Regions from separate parts of the Hordeum vulgare genome. Here region 2 is linked to region 1. A link is a contact called in public Hi-C data. All regions are on one chromosome and are shown on one strand. Each heading gives the region's core, a stretch centred on a gene start, on an enhancer-like site or on the middle of the called end of the contact. The rest is flanking DNA. Distances are from core to core; before and after follow the strand shown.

Region 1 (5,362 bases), core at 1,610-4,109:
CACATGGAAACGGAGACGGAGAGGGCGGCGCCCTATCGATCTGTCGCGCAAGGAACATGGGCTCGGGGCTGGCGTAATAAACGTCGCCCCAATAATTCGCAGGCCCGACCGATCATCATTTATATACGTGTCCAGCTCCGCCCGGGGGGGTGCCGGATGGGAGAGGGGTTTCCCCACGTTCATCTCTGAAAATATGCGCCCCGGCGCAGCCAACCCATCACTGCAGCCATTTCATTTCACACGGTGAGCAGCCAGTACGCGGGTCTAATATATGCCGCTTTCACAGAGACTTGCAGAGGAAGACAACGCAACTGTTTTCCCTCCAAAACATCGGTTTTGCGTGCTGCCTATGTAACCAAATATAAGACGTTTTTGCAGTTCAGAACATAGCGTGTGTTTTCAGCGTCGGACAGTCAAAAGCCACTTGGAAATCGTCGTGCTTCTCTTTGGAAGGAGACAACAAGGACTAGTGATGGCCTGATGATGAATGTAAACGAGAAGCAAGTTGATCCAAGTAAATAGCGACAAAAATGCGCCGATAATTGGAGGAAAGGAAAATGATGGATTCATCCAACCTTGATTGAGGCATGAGCAATAAGAAAAACGAGGAATTCAAGATGAGATCTAAGACAGGCTCCTTTTTACCCCTTCTATATAAAATCACTTTTGCATGATACCTTTTCAGCCTTAGGTAGTGAGAGTCACTTCACAATCATAGTCACTCTCTTGAGAAACAGGACAACATGCAGGAGAGTAGGAGACCCAACAAGGAGAACAAGTGATGATGGTTGATACACTCCTACTCAATAATCACAGATAGGGGAGAAAAGCTGCATGTTGATGACTACTGGGAGATTAGCACGTGAGGTACCTTTTGGCATGCGACTCAACATCACCTATGTGCAGCACAAGCAGTAAAGTAAAGTAGATCATTGACATCGTCTCTCCCAACGACACCTTTTGTATGTGTAAACCAAATGGGCGACGCAAAAATGTGGAAACACAGCAAAATCGGATTAACATATGAAGTAAGTATATATATATATGCCTTAGGAGTAGCATTGCAAAGCAGCTGAATGTCTTTGAACAGATATCAATCAAAAGCAACACATTATGCACAACTTTTGATTACAGAATTTGGATTAAACAACAGGGTATGCTTAGTTAACTTAGAAACAAGTACACAGCCTATGATGCATGTGTATGTGCATTGTCTTTTACTTTGTTCAAAAGTAGAAGCTACATGCCACACTTGTCCAGGTTTGAAGCTACAAATCCAAAAGATAAACTATCAAGTTAACTGAATGGCATGTACTTTACTAGATGCAACTGAATTCTGTGCAGTAGAATGGATGTCTGATAATGAACAACCAGTGTTTGTGATGAAAACTTCATGTTCCATTGAAACCACTGCAAGGCTTTTCTTTTCAGCCTAAATAAAGGATGCTGCCTACTGAATTCACAAAAGCTGGAGCCCAACTAGGCTTCCTTAAAGGTGAGTAAAGGAGCAGTCAATGTGTTAAAACTACAATAAAAACAGGTCAACTTGTACAATTCTAAAATGGGCACAAGATTTAAATCAATTTTCTGGTGGTGACAGATGTACACAATACTGAACCCATGACACTTTGCGTAGCAAAATTGTGGAAGCAATGAATCTTGATACACCGACGAAAGTCGAAAAGAGTGGGATCAATCCAAGCCAACACAAGAGGGAAACTAATATGCAGGCAGTACAAGTGAGTGACTGATATGAAGAACATGGACCTCCTAAATGTCTTATGCAGTTCGACTTGACCGAATCATATGGAAACATTTCATGTAAAAGATGGATGGAAAGGAATGAGACACAAGAGATACCAACCAATAATAAAAGGCACTGAATCTCCACACTTGTTAACTAGATGTATGAAGAAAAGCATCGATGAGACGAGACACGCAATGTCCCAGGGCAATCCCAGAAGTGGCACTCTTGTGCTAGCGAACCAATTCCATCCATCCGGAGGTAGCAGCTACACGATATACTTAATAACAATTCGGCAGCAAAATGGCTAGTATAATAGGACTAAGAAAAACAATAACAAATCGGCAAGCAAGCAAGCAAGCATTCGGGCGGGGGGGGGGGGGGGGGGGGGGGAGCTCTCATGCTATCATGTCCGTCCGTCCGTCCTCTTTCCCCTAAAAATACTTACTATGACTCTCAAGTCTGAACATTGCCCTCGCCCATATGGCGCTGGGAAGCAGAGGGTCAGACGTTGCAGCGGAGGCAGTCGCATGACCTGGGGGTGAAGGAGCAGAATCCGAAGGGGCGGTTGGGGATGTTGCAGTTGATGGCGTAGCAGCACGGGGAGAGGACGCAGACGCCCCTGGGCCCGCCGCAGCAGGTGCAGGGCGCGCAGAGCTGGAAGCTCCCCAGCCGCCGCCGCGTCTCGTTCAGCACCACCCCGCTGAACCCCACCCCCGCCGGGGCCATCGGCACCATGCGCGCCCCCGCCGCCGCCGCATCCGGGACCGGGACCTCCTGCGCGCGCGTGGAGCAGGCAGGCAATGTCAGGGCCAAGATTCGCGGAATTGGGCTGTCGAATGTACCGTACTGCGCGCTTACCGGTGAGGAGTGGGCGGCCGCCGCGAGGAGGGGGAGGAGCAGCAGGAGGAGGAAGAGCGGCTTGGGCATCGTCGGCGGGGTGGAGTGGGGATTTGGACTGTGCAGTGGGCGGAGAGGGGTGGGGAGGGAGGGAGTGTGAGGTCCTTTTCGGGAGCCGACGACGGACGACTTGGGAGGGAGGCCGAGATCTCGTCTCGTCTCGTCTCAGTACTCGGTACCGGCTGGCTGCCGTCACGCCCGTCAGTCGAGTGGGCGCCGCACCGAGTGGACGGTAGTAGTAGGAGTAGAAAAATACAGTACGTACGCAGGAGTGGGCGGTAAACAATAGTACGCACATGACGTGATGGTCCGCGTTGAAACCGCGCATCCACTTTGGCGCGTTCATACGCACTCGAGATCTCCCTATGCCTATATCTCCTGCCTAGGAACAGGATCTCGACGTGGACGAGGCTGGTGGTGGTGGACGATGGGAATGTGATGCCGGTGCTCGTGTGCGTCGCGATGGTTCCCTTCTCTTCTCATGGCCTGGACACACGGACACCGGGTCACTGCTGCAGGAACAAGCTTATTTACTCCCTTTGATTTGATTTGATTTGATTTGATGGTACTGCTAGACCATCATTATTACGAGTGTCGAGAAGAAGAGGAAGAAGGAAATTGTTCGTGGAGATGATGGCAGATGCACCAGGGCAGCAGCGTTGACACAAAGCCGTCCTACATCTACTTCATTGATAGGACGATTCCACTGTTGCGCGGTGCAGCTGATCATCATCAATCAAGTTTTACTGCCACCAAAGACAAGGTTGATGAGACGACGCTCGCTGGTGAGTGGTGACATGAGATCTTTGCACTTCGCAGGCAACGTCGAGGACAATTTGGTTGGCTGCTACCACAAATTGAGGCAAGCATTTATGCGTCACCCCCGCAACAAGAAAAGTGGTTGGACCAGGTTCGGCGCCTTATCATCATGGCCTCCCCTCCCACATTAAACTCGGGGTCGTTGGGAAGACGCCGGTTACCTCACAAAACTTTCCCGGCGACAAGATCATGATGGCGATGCCTCAACTGAATTCTGCACCAAGCTTTTGCTTGCTCCTCGTTCTACCTCCATCCTTCACCCTGCGGTCAAGAAAACCCAAATGCAGGAAAGAAAGAAAGAAGGAAGGAAAAATATGGCCTCCTGGTGTTCGTCCACACGCACACACACGACATCCGTCAGGAAACCATATTGACGAAAAAAAATGCCGACATTTCCAACGACTGCATTCAACCATTATTTCATTCGGTAGCAAATGGCTTCTCCATCCATCCATCCATCCAAGGACCCGCATTAACAAAAATAACTGTACATCTCTGGTAGCAAACTCGATTTTTACAGAACTTGATTCCGGGGGAGTTAGGGGGAGAGAACATTCGCGGGGCGCGACCGAGGACGGACGGCGCGCGATGGCTTTTTATACATCATCATCGAGATCAATCAAGGTCAAATTGCCGGGGAGCCTTAGGACGCGTACGCAGACCCGGAGGGCGACTCCAGGAGACGGCGAGCCATGGGCGCGTTGGGCGACGCCGACGCGGAGTAGCCGTACGCGTAGACCCCCATCGGGGCCGCCATCGGATGGTCGAACTTGCAGTTTACGCCAAACTTGCAGATGCCATAGCGAGAGTAGAACTTGCAGAGCTCCTCCCCCTGAAAATCTCAAACAAGAATGGCTTTGTCATGATCCAACAACAGGTGCGCTGGGAACAGCAAAGATGAATACTGGTATTTGAGTAACTGCAACAAAATCATTGGCTAAGCATATCTATTCAAGAGGAAGTAGCAAGTCGTGTCAACGATTATTAGCTAAGAACAATCAATTCAATAGCTAAAGTACAGCGTGTTAACCAATTAATAACTAAACAGAGGTACTCCCTCTGTTTTTATTTACCTTGCATATTAGGTTAGCCACAAGTCTTTATAAAGACTGAACATTTATAATAAGAAATACTCCCTCCGTTCTAAATATAAGTATTTTTTAGAGATTTCAACATGGGCTACATACGGAGCAAAACGAGTGAATTTACACTCTAAAATAAGTCTATATACATCCGTATGTAGTCCATATTGAAATATCTAAAAGGACTTGTATTTAGGAACGAAGGGAGTATTATCTTATGTGAAAATATATTCAGTGATAAATCTAATGGTTATGCTACTGTAGACATTAACATATTTTTCTATAAACTAGGTCAAACTTTACAAAATCTGAATTAGGACAAAGTTAATATGTGGAGATAAAAACGGAGGGAGTACTCTACTTATGGCTTCCCTGCTAGATTGGTAGATTATAACAATGTTTTGATTTTGTATACTGGCATCAGTTAGCAGTCTATATCTACCATAGTGGATTTATCACTGTGACTTCTGCCACTGAATTTGATGATAAAACAGTGTGTAACCAAGACAGGTATATTTTAGTAAATTAACACAAGATTTTCTTGCTTGTAGAAAATTGGTCATTAATATGAGGAACTATATATTATTGCAGAATCAATTGTGTAACTAATAAACATAAACATTGATGAAGCATTTTTGGTTCTACAATTCATCTCAAATCTTTACTCAGAGAAAGACATGTAAATCAACTGCTTAATTAAGACGGTACTAGGGTCTTTCTCCCGCAGAGGGATGATGAAGGCGGTACAACGCTCAGAACACGGGAGCAAAAACTATCATGGACAATGAGGTAAGGATAAGCAAAAACAGTGAAGGGG
Region 2 (5,902 bases), core at 3,127-5,626, 120 kb after region 1:
AGGCGCCTCTATCTGGCCATAAGGAGTCGCCGTTGCCGCGCCATAACCTCGGAGTTCCCCGTGTGAGCCATGGAGGCCCGCCTCCACCTGCAAGTACTTTGCTCCGTCGCGCCTTATCCGCGCTGTCGCCGTTCTGCATCGAGCAGACACATCATCCCAAGTTGGTGTAGCTGTCGCATTGATTTGATCCAGAAGCTGTGCTCGAGCGCCGAAACGGGGGCAGCAAGCGGGCAGAGGTACGACCGCGGAGACGGGTAGGTTGAGATCGAAAGCAGTGGTGGTTGAGGTTGGCTGCGGCGACGAGTGGTGTGGCAGCGGCCTGGGCACAGGCCAGGGTGGACCAGGGTCGACGCGATGCGCTTGAGCACCACAACGGGGGCAGTGAGCGGGGAGAGGTACAACCGCGGAGGCGGGTGGGTTGAGATCGGCAGCGGTGGCGGTTGAGGTCGGCTGCGGCGGCGAGTGGTGTGGCGGCGGCCTGGGTGGCGCACGGTCGACGGGAGGAGGCATGCGTACGGTATAATTTTTTCAGTGAATCGTTTTTTCCTTTTGCGTTGCAGATCAATGATGGAGCGCGGGTTGAATAACAAAAATTACAGGGGCTTTTTTATAAAAATGTTGTGGTGGGTTTTCCGACGGAAGCAATAGCCGCTTTATTATTACTAGCAAAAGGGTCCGTGCGTTGCAACGGGAGAAAGAAATACCACACGCTCTTAGTTTATAAAAAAATGGTCTATAATCTGAGAATTTGTAGTTACGACACAAACAAATATGGTCTTATCCTACAAAAGTGCAGTTCAAAATTTCACAGGTCTTCTATTTTAACACGTCTTGCATGTAGATTTAATACGTACAAAGAATTAGTCAAGTGACCTTCAGTTTCATCTCCAATCCTGATTTTGTTGACGTGTTCATACCTAACCCGGATGAGTACCGGTATGAAAGAAAGACGAATAATGACTTATTTATTAAGATTGCACCCTAGATAGTATTTTTATTAAACGTTTAACAGATAAAATAATATCATATTTAAATTCTACATATTTTTCTAATCAAATTCCATATATAATATGTTCAATTTGGAGTTACGGTTTAAAAGATATGAGTATTTTAAAAAACATTTAATATATACTACGAGTTTAATGTTAAAACATCAGGGGGTTTTCTATGAAATATCATGACGGACTAAGAATACCTATTTCTTTTATTAGTAGGTATAGATTGATGTAAAGATTGCAATGGGTTTAGTCCCACATCACGTGCTAGATCCTCACCCCATCCGTCTCTCCCCGATGTCCGCCACTTCCCCGCCTCCCGGAGCGATGCCGCCGTCGTCCTGCATCCCGATCGGATCGGGAGCCGCCGCTCGATCTGAAGCAAAACGTGCACACAGGCAAAGCAACGGCGCCTAGGGTGGGATCCGACGGGAATGGGTCCGTGGCGGCCGTATCTGAGCGAGGGAGTACGGATCTGAGCGACGGCGCGCTGGAGATGCGACTGCGAGCTCGGGCGTTCATGACGGTTCCTGGTAGAGAGAAAATGGTGAGGCGGAAGAAAGAGAAGAGGGAAGAAGAAGGGGTGGGCGGCGCTGCTCGCCTGGGTCGCCGGCGAGGCTCTGCACGAAGTTGGTCGACGGGGTCGGGCTACGACGGAGGGAGCTTGGGGTGCAGTCAAGCTCGGGAGCTCCTCTTACAAATTCTTACAAATGTAGGGGGCTTTTTGAAAACATGAAGCATTTCCTCAGATCCACGTATGAAGGGACTGCGGGTTGAATGTCATAAACAGCAAGGGCTTTTTTATAAAACCACCTCGGTGGGTTTTCCGACGAAAGCGATAGCCTCTTTATATATATACTAGCAAAAGGGCCCGTGCGTTGCAACGTAAGAAAATAAATACCACACGCTTTTAATCTTTTTATAATCATTTTGATTTATTAAAATAATAAGGTAACTAACTAATGTAGTCAGTTTTATCCTATTTTGTTGAGAAATCAACCCGTCCATTGTTAATTTCACCATGATAAGAAATTGAGCGGGACAAGCAAAGCAAAACAAAGAGGCTACGTGAATTGATCAATGGATCTTATTTCACTCATGGAGTAGAGAATGTGGGATCACATGACAAACTGAAGGTGCTGTTCCATTCTCTGTCTCTACAACAATACAATCTTACATTCAATACATTCATTTGTTAGCAAATAAATCCCCACAAAACAAAATTTCTTGCCGGTGCTTGGCACACGGTTGGAGGCATGGGGAGGGGATCTCACCAGATGATGAGTTCCTGCCGGAGGAGGGGATACGATGAGGGGAGCAAGGGTTAGGCGCCTCTATCTGGCCATAAGGAGTCGCCATTGTCGCGCCATAACCTTGGAGTTCCCCGTGTGAGCCATGAGGCCCCCTCCGCCTGCAAGTACTTCCCTCCGCCGCGCCGCTGCCGTTCTGCATCAAGCAGACGCATCATCCCCAGTCACTTTACCTGTCGCGTTGATTTTGATCCAGAAGCTGTGTTCGAGCGCCGAAAAGGGGGCAGCAAGCGGGCAGAGGTTCGGCCGCGGAGGCGTGGTGGGTTGAGATAAACAACAGTGGTGGTTGAGGTCGGCCGCGGCGGCGAATGGTGTGGCAGCGGCCTGGGCATAGGCCAGGGTGGACCAGGGTCGACGCGATGCGCTTGAGCGCCGCAACGGGGCAGTGAGCGGGGAGAGGTACGGCCGCGGAGGCGGGTGAGTTGAGATCAGCAGCGGTGGCGGTTGAGGTCGGCCGCGACGGCGAGTGGTGTGGCGGCGGCCTGGGCACAGGCCAGGGTGGCCCAGGGTCGACGGGAGGAGGCGATGTGTACGGGTATAATTTTTGCAGCGAATCGTTTTTTCCTTTTGCGTTGCAGATAAATGATGAAGCGCGGGTTGAATAACAAAAATGACACGGGTTTTTTTATAAAAATGTCGCGGTTGGTTTTTGACGGAAGTTATAGCCTTTTTATTATTAGGGGTATAGATATTTAAAAACGGTGGGAATACAAAGGTGGGAAACAATTTTTTGACGATGCCATTATCTGTTCGGAGGGTGACGTGTTGAAGAGAACTTCCTTGCTACGTGTTGTAGTTAACCAGGTTGAAAACGTCACGTACATTTAAGCCGCATTCGGATGCCCTCCGCTCCGCGACTCCGCGCCGGAGCGGAGTGGCGTGCAGTTACATTTTCCGGAGCTGGTCAAAGGCCGCTCCGCTCGCTCCGCTCCGGGGAGCGTTGCCGAACAGGAGGTTAGTAGGTAGGGTGTCTTAGAGATGGTTTCTCGTCAAAGTTGTTTAGATTCTGTTTAGGGAAGTCATCATGTGTGAAATGTAAATCGGACGAAGTGTTTGTACGGAGTTTCTTTTTGCGTTGCACATAAATGATGAAGCGCGGGTTGAATAATAAAAATTACATGATTTTTTTTATAAAAATGCCGCGGTGGGTTTTTCAACGGAAATAATAGCCTCTTTATTATTAGGTATATATATATATTATTATTATAGGTATAGGTATAGGTATAGGTATAGGTATAGGTATAGGTATAGATTATTAGGTATAGATTTCCGCGATGGAGCGCACACCCCCTCCTCCAGGCCTATGTTTCTTTTTTTCCTGTACTTTTAACGTGCAAAACAATACATGCGCGGGTGCGATTTGGACAGACTCATTGATCTTTGTACGTTGCGCAAAACAACCCGACCACCTAACCCTTATGCTTACGTCCAAATTTTTCGTTTTTTTTCTTCTTTTTATTTTATTGGAAAGATCTTGTTCGTTTACTTTTTTTGTTTTCACTTTTTATTGGAACAGCTTTTTTTAGGGTTTTACTCTCTTTTCCCCAAAATGCGTGAAAGTTTTCTTCATATTCGTGAAAAAAATCAAAATCAATGAACTCTTTTTCAAAATTTGTGAACTATCTCAAATTCAATGAAGTATTTTCCAAAATCAATGAATTTTATTTCAAATTGGATGAACATTTTTTCAATCATTGCAAATTTCCAAATTTGATGCTTTTTAAATTGAATAAAAAAATTATGTTTTGTGATCTTTATTTAATGTAGTGAACTTTTTTGAAATAAGTGAGATTTCTTGAATTCCTGATGTTTATTCAAAATTAGGTGAACTTTTTTTCTAACTCTTTCACTTTTTCGAATTCCTAATTATTTTTAAAATTTTAAAAATTCAACGGTCAAAGGATAGATGTCTTTTTTTTAGGAAGTCAAAGGATAGATGTCAAGGGTTAAATGTCAACTGATCGTTGCGAGCCTATGTTTTTTTTTTTGTTTTTGAGAAAACGTTGCGAGCCTACGTATGGAGCGATCGAACGAGCAGAGTGAAAGATCGGTCTTAATGGGCTGGCCGACACGAACTACTGCGTGAGCGCCGGCTCAGAAAACTGCCGCAAAAGGCGCCCCATAGGAGGTCCTCTACAAGCTGTTATTCTTATGAAAACAACGCCACAGGCACATGAGTAAAAGATGCACGCACGTCAAAAACCTTATTTTTCTATTTATATACAAATTTTATGCAGTGTTTTAACTTTTTTAGCATGCAGTGTTAAAAAATTGCTTACGGAACTTTTATAAAATGTTATTGGCGTTCAGAAAAATGTTCACGCGTTTCGGAAACAAGTTCTTGTCATTTCTTAAAACTGTCTATGCAGTGTCAAACAAATGTTCACGTAACTTTAAAAAGTGTACATAAAAAACGTTCATGTGTTCCTAAAAATGGCCATGTCATATAAAAATGTTTACACTATGTAAATAAAATGTTCGCCTAATTCAAAAGAATGTTCCATAGCATTAAAAACAAATGTACGTCACATTTGAAAACAATGTTCATGAATTTCAAAATAATATAGTCCTGACATTTATTTAAAAATGTTTATAGAATGCAAAAAAAATGTCAACCTAGTTAAAAATTGTTTTGAATCATTCAAAAAAATTGTTTCAACGTGTATTTGAAAAATCCTTAACATGTAATAAAAAGTTAAAATACATGTATTTACAAAAATCTATATTATGTTTTTGAAAAGTATTCTACACATATAAAAAATGTACAACCTGAACCTCACAACGATGAAGCAACTTCCAAACTCTACAATGGCGGCCCTGGCATCGATGCACGCTTCCTGTGGTGGTCATGGCATCGATGCACATTTCTTATGATGAAGACGGTCGTTGAATGGAGCTATGGTGGTTCTCAAATGCTCCGGGATGCGCTCGTCCAGCTCGAGTTTGTGCTCTCATCTTCTTGCTCATGCTCGAAGCTCCTCAGAGCTCCAATGATCCATGGCTCTGCGCTACCTTGACACGGTCGGCTTATCCAACAACGGCGACAAATTAGATACGTGAGTACAGCGATAGTTATGCGGGCTTAGCTCGGTAGAAACAGGGACAACACCGACAACGCCACCTCATATATACTACCGCACTCTGGCTCATATATCATCAACGTATCTATATTTTTTTATTTGTTCATACTAATATATTATCATACTTTATAGCAATTATATAGTATTTTATATTATTTTTTGGACTAACCTATTAATCCAGTGCCGAGTGTTAGATCCTATTTTTTGCGTGTTTTTGATTTTTTTTAAAAATCAATACCAAACAAAGTCCAAATATGATGAAATTTTACGGTAATTATTTCTGGACCAAATAGACCCTACAAGCTTGGGGAGGACACGAGAAGGCGTATGGGTAAGCGACGAGCAAACATGTCATGCCCTTGGGGTTGGGCGTGCCCCCCGAGCTCGTGGCCCACCCGTACATGGTCTTGACCTAATTGCACTTCTATAAATCCTCAAATATTACCAAACCTACAAAGAGCCACCCGAAACACTTTTTCTGCTACCGAAGGCTCTGTTCCGTCGTGATCCCATCTGG

The links. A called contact is a pair of places that touch in the nucleus more often than the background predicts.
Region 2: a contact with region 1 is called in a Hi-C map of leaf, with 6 times the contacts expected there. The contact joins the enhancer-like site here to the promoter of LOC123445208 in region 1. A contact is called at or near these places in 3 of 6 Hi-C or Micro-C datasets (leaf and seedling) and 1 of 1 datasets of contacts at active chromatin or transcription factors (embryo).

What each region holds. Positions count from the first base shown.
Region 1 is chr3H:571,203,646-571,209,007 of MorexV3_pseudomolecules_assembly, forward strand. LOC123445208 reads right to left here and starts at 2,860. Exons shown (of 2, transcript XM_045122164.1): 1 at 2,606-2,860; 2 at 1,858-2,521. The coding sequence starts at 2,674. The coding sequence ends at 2,249. LOC123445209 (zinc finger CCCH domain-containing protein 12-like) reads right to left here. Exons shown (of 7, transcript XM_045122166.1): 7 at 3,856-4,295. The coding sequence ends at 4,107.
Region 2 is chr3H:571,321,120-571,327,021 of MorexV3_pseudomolecules_assembly, forward strand. No RefSeq gene overlaps it. Among protein-coding and RNA genes, the nearest start is that of LOC123445210, 85 kb to the right of the region's middle. Within about 2 kb of position 4,377, at least 2 of the 3 cell types and tissues checked have open chromatin away from gene starts, as enhancers often do. A contact at or near this core is called in leaf, where this site is marked.